2 separate regions of the Mus musculus genome follow, and region 1 is linked to region 2. A link is a contact called in public Hi-C data. All regions are on one chromosome and are shown on one strand. The core of a region is the stretch at or near the end of the contact, and the rest is flanking DNA. Distances in the headings are between cores, read along the strand shown.

Region 1 (2,700 bases), core at 155-2,654, 170 kb before region 2:
TTTGAAGCCAGCCTGGTCTACAGAGCTTCCAGGACAGCCAGAGCTACACAGAGAAACCCTGACTTAAAACAAAAGCAAAACAAAACAAAATGTGTTCATGTATGTGGAGGGAGAAGAGCAGGCACACTCCATTGCCTGCAGTGGCAGCTCAGAGGACAACAGTGAGATCAGCTCTTCCCTTTCTGCCACGTAGGTTCTGGAGACTGGACTCAGGATGGCAGGTTTAGCACTGATTGTGGGGGTTCGTTTTGTGGAATGTGTATTCAGAAACTGAGTTCTGTGCCCCTGCCCAGTCTATAGCCTGATGGTGGAGCACTGTATTAATCAATGTATGGTAAAGATTGCTCCCCAATAATCTCTGACTGGTTAATAAAGGGCTATACCTATGGCTGGTGTCATAGTTAGGGTTTCCATTGCTGTGAAGAGACCCTGTAACCAAAGCAACTCTTATAAAGGACAACATTTAATTGGGGCTGGCTTACAGGTTCAGAGGTTCAGTCCATTATCATCAAGGCAGGAGCACAGCAATGTCCGGGCAAAAGTGGGGCTGGAGGAGCTGAAAGTTCTACATTTTGTCCCGAAGGCAAACAGAAGACTTGTTGTGGTAATTTCTTACCCCAATAAGCCCATATCAAAAACACACAACTCAGTAATTATTTTTATAAGTTGTATGTCTAGATTGGGCAGATCTATCACTGTGCTAATCTATTCCCCAGCTATGAGACTCCTTGCTATTTGTGGCTTCTCCAGGACATGTCCTTCCACCTACCTCTTCCTCCTCTGTCCTTCCTCTTTTGTTCTTCACTCTTCCCCCTCTCTCTAAAACCTCCAGCCCCACCTTTTCCTTCTGTGGAGAGCTGCGATAACATTCGCCGCCACAAGATGGCACCAGATTCCGCTGTGCCAGCTTGGCCTTTGTCAGTGAACAAGCTGTGTGCACATGTGCAAGAGTGTTCACGCCAAGTCAGAGCCCACCCCGGGGTGTGTCAATGAGACCGTGGGTAAGCGACCAGTCAGGCATGGACATGCCACGCTAGGGGGTATATAAGCAGCGCCTTTCTAGGGCTCGGGGTCTACCTCATCAATATGCAATAAAGATTTGCTGCAGAAGAATCCTGGTGTTCCGTGCGCGTTCTTGCTGGCGAGGTGGTAGTGCAGGACATTTGGCGCCGAAAACCCGGAAAAAACGTATCATCATCACTGGCGCCGAGGGGACGACACCCCCCCCGCCCCCCCCCCCCCCCCCGCTCTCGGGGAAGGATTCAGAACTGCAGGACGAAGGTAAGCTCTGAGAGGAATGTTTGGCCTTGATTTCTCTCATCTCTCTCCTCAATTGGAAGGTGCGGTGGAAGCCTTTGTTCTCCTTTTGGTTTCATTTTGCACTCACTGGGGGTGGTGCTGATTTTCGACCGCCTCTAGGTACAGTCAGATGGACGTACATAAGCTGAGGTGTCTCTCCTATATTTAAGCCTCTCCTGTAGATAAAGGAGCAGTATGGGAACCTCACATTCAGTGATCACAGCACTGCAGTCTATCTTAAAGCAGCGTGAAATTAAAGTCTCCGTGAAAACCTTGGAATCCTTTGTTAAGGAGATAGATCGCATAGCACCTTGGTATGCATGCTCTAGATCATTAACCCTCGATTCATGGGAGAAGTTGAGGGGAGATTTGGCTAGAGAGCAACAGAATGGGAAACTGAAAGCAGGAACTATGCCGCTTTGGAAACTTATTAAATCATGCTTGGAAGATGAGAAGTGCCGCCCAGCGGTAAAGGCAGGACAGGGAGTGCTGGAGGAGGTTAAGGACATCACAGCAGAAACAGAGCGGGGTAAAAGATTAAGAGCTCAAAGAAAAAAGGGTATACCTAAAAAAAAAAAAAAAAAAAAAAAAAAAAAAAAAAAAAAAAAGGACCTTGGATCCGAGAAAGTGAGAGAATGGGGAAAGGACGCCCAGGGAGAGAAGAGAGAAGAGAGGAAAAAGAGGCCCCCAAAAAAGAAGAGTATCCAGTAAAAGAACTTGAGGCTCTGGGACTCGATAGCTCAGATTCAGATACTGGGCTCAGTCCCTCAGAAGAGGAAGAATTAGAGGAGGAGGCAGCTCGCTATGAGAAGGAGAGGTACCATCCAGATGAAAGTACAGTGAGAGGGTTCTTAAATAGACTCGCTCCTTGGTTTGCCCCCACTGGGTCACTGACACTACCTAGTTGGGAAAAGTTAAGGAGAAAGATTTTTAAAAAAAGAAAGAAAAAAGAAAATAAGCTATTTCAGAGCTCTCCTAGGGACAGAAGGAAAACGGGAGACGTCCTGCTTCCTCTCTGGCTCCTATGGAGATATTCTTAGCTCTGGTTAGGATATCTGGGTCCCTTTGAGACACCAAGTTATATTCCCTGTCTGTCTATTATCTGTTTTTGGTGCACCAAATTGTCCATATGTCTGTCAATTCATGTTTGTTTTTGTTTTGTTGTTTGAATGATTGTTGTTCTGTGTTTCATGTTGAAAAATATAATTGGTTAAAACTTTATCTGCTGGCTGTCCATCCTTTAACTTGTTTAAAAGGCAGTCTCAATTTACACAGCAGAAAGTGATATAAGCACTGTGGCTGGGAGTCAGGTACAGCTGAAAAAGCCCTGCTGAGGGCCGATTGCAAATGGAGCTTTTAAAGGGGCAGGCAGCCTTTTGCTTGTAACAGAAAGTTAGCTTA
Region 2 (2,700 bases), core at 39-2,538:
TGTAAGGTGGAATCTCAGGGTTGTTTTGATTTGCATTTCCCTGATGATTAAGGATGTTGAACATTTCTTTAGGTGCTTCTCAGCCATTCGGTATTCCTCAGTTGTCATTACTACTTTGGCTTGGCTTTGCTTTCCTCCTCCTCCTCCTCTTTGGTCAGGCAAGTGTTCTTATTGGTGGAAGTTTCTCAGCTTGGCTAAGAAACTTCAGTTCTTTGGTTTAGGTCATCAGCCCTTTCAGGGAATCCCTACACTTGACTTAATTCTGTATCTGATGCCCACAATGTACATTACCGTGTGCACAAGAGAGGTTCCAAACGTCTTAGGAGATTCTCTGCCACCTGAGTCCTGAGATAGGGATTCTGGCCTACACTGGCCCAGCTTTTAGGTTCTGATTCAGAAAATGACCAGATAGGTTACTTCTTCCCAATGGGCTGTGCTGGGATACTAGTGAAGCGTCCTCGCTGGGAGCCAGCTGGAATTAGGACTTGAGCACCTGTTCATCAGAAAAAAAAAAAATGCATTAACCTCATACTGAAGATCTTCACCTACTATTCTGAGTTCACTCCCACAGGAACGTAGAAGGAACGGAAAAGGCATTCCACAAAGGCAGGAGGTGGAAAGCAGTGAGGGAAGTCTCCAGGAACGGTCTGGTGTCCCTGGGTCGGGATACAGATCTGTGGAGAGGGTGGCTGCTCTGGAGCACCAGAGTGTGTATAGTCCTGGGTTTCCACAATCCTGAAGCCTGCCATTCCAGCCACCACCCTTTAAAGAAGAGGATGCTGCCAGGTCTATTTTGGAGTGGGCAGGGGTGGCTGTGAGCTACCATAGAGGGGACCTGCCAGGAGTGCAGCCCACTACTAAGGTTGCTCGTCCTGACGCGAAGCAAGGAGGTGGGACCAATTAACAGCCTCGCAGAGTTATGTTCCCTACCCACCACCCTTCCTTAAAGTCCCATGAGCCATCTGCTATGGGCTAGTATAATATAGGGCTTAGTAGTTATGAAAATAGATGCCAGTTCTTTTGCCGCCTCTGTGCCCGCAGCCCCAAATCAGAAGCTAGGCACTGCTAAGATGCAAGAGGAACTCCAGATAGATCTGAGCTCATCAAGAAAACCCAAGACTCGGCGCACGCTGGGACTTGTAGTCGGGAGAGGCAAGCCTCCCGGATGCACGCTGGGCCTTGTAGTCTGTTGGGCGGGCTCGCCCCTCACCTGGCCAGGGCGGGTGCCGCAGGGCCAATGGGAGCCGTGCCGGCCAGGCCTGTTCCGCCCCGCGCCTACGGACGTTTGTGCCGGGACATGGCCGCTGCGGATGCCGGGTCCTTGAGCTGAGCGCTTGCTGCCGGAGCCAACCTCTGCCGTCAACCGTCCGCGCGGGCTGGGCCCAGGCGCCGGGACGGCCAAGATCCGCCGAGGAAGCTGAGGCAGCTATAGAACGCCGCCGCGGCGGGCGCATGGCGTCCATCTTGCTCAGGAGCTGCCGGGGCCGGGGGCCTGCCCGCCTCGCGCCACCTCGGGCCGCCTCCCCGCGGGGTAAGCTGGTGCTGCGCAAACGACCTGTTGTGGGCGACCGGGAGCCAGCGCGGGACGCCCCCTTCCGTGCCCCGAGGCAGCGCGGCAATGACAAGCACCGGGCCGCTCTGAGCCGCTTGTGCTGGACAGCTTCCTGTGACCTTAGTTGCCCAGGTCGCCGCAGGTCACTGCTGCCGACCGAGGCGCTGAGAAAGTTCCTTAGGGCCGTGGCTTCCCTGCCGCTCCCCTCGAAGATGAATCGAGCCCTGTCCTGCCCTTTGGCCAGTTCAGGCTTGGAAGCCAGAACTCTGGGACAAGGAGATTGGGTTGTGGTTGATGCCAGCTTAGTGGGCCACTCCCTGGGGTGGGGTGGCTGATGACCGTGCTTTCCAAGGAAACTTATATGTGTCCTATTTGTAAGGTTGAAACAGCCTGTGAGAGTGGGACCCAAGACCTTATGGTTTCTTGGTAGAAGTACAGTTCTTGTCACCTTAACAGTATTGGAGAGTCGGGTATGGTGTGGAGCCAGGCATGGGGGCACACACCTTTACCCCCAGCACCCTGGAAACAGAGGCATGTGAATCTCTGAACTCCAGACCATTTAAAATTTCAGGCCAGGCAGGGCACAAGATCCAGTCTTAAAAACAAACAGCAAAACCAGTTAGGATGCGTGGAAAGAGCAGAGTGTCCCTGGGTTTGGTGTGGTTTTTCAAGCTGTCTCTGCTATAAGCGCTGTCTACCTGTTGACTTGTTCAGGATACCATAATGTACTTCTGCCTTTTCTTATTTCTCTGGCATGTTTATGGCTTTCAAATTAGTTGATATTGTGTGTGTGTGTTATTATTCCAGGCACAAGAATGTTTTCTTTAGTTAACCCAGTTCCCTTGGAACAAAAATGCTGCTTCCCTGACAGTGGTTAGACTCCTGTCAGCTGGTTAGATGTGGAACAATAGAGCATTACTGGGTAGCAAGCCCCTGCTCTCCCTGTAATGATGTGCCCAGAGCCAACAGGCACAGGATGGACATCCTGACTTTTTAGTCTTAGAGGATAAATTGAGGCCAACTTTGTATCAAAGTGTTCTTTATTCTTGAGTACTTACCTTCTTCTTCACTTTTGTGTGACATACTTTATTCTGATTTTCTCGTTATATTTTTCCATGGCACCACATTACATTTGTCCTTTTGGCTCT

The links. A called contact is a pair of places that touch in the nucleus more often than the background predicts.
Region 1: a Hi-C map of muscle stem cells shows a contact between it and region 2, with 2.3 times the contacts expected there. The contact joins the enhancer-like site here to the promoter of Letm1 in region 2. A contact is called at or near these places in 5 of 39 promoter capture datasets (cranial neural crest, hematopoietic stem and progenitor cells, hippocampal neurons and 1 more), 4 of 484 Hi-C or Micro-C datasets (B cells, muscle stem cells and myocytes), 5 of 115 datasets of contacts at active chromatin or transcription factors (the 230-238 cell line, astrocytes, bone marrow-derived macrophages and 1 more) and 2 of 9 other capture datasets (adipose tissue and liver).

Annotation. Positions count from the first base shown.
Region 1 is chr5:33,952,720-33,955,419 of GRCm38.p6, reverse strand. No RefSeq gene overlaps it. Among named protein-coding and RNA genes, the nearest start is that of Nelfa, 18 kb to the right of the region's middle. Within about 2 kb of position 1,404, at least 39 of the 459 cell types and tissues checked have an H3K27ac peak or open chromatin away from gene starts, as enhancers often do. A contact at or near this core is called in bone marrow-derived macrophages and muscle stem cells, where this site is marked.
Region 2 is chr5:33,781,305-33,784,004 of GRCm38.p6, reverse strand. Letm1 (leucine zipper-EF-hand containing transmembrane protein 1) reads left to right here and starts at 1,288. Exons shown (of 14, transcript NM_019694.2): 1 at 1,288-1,531. The coding sequence starts at 1,453.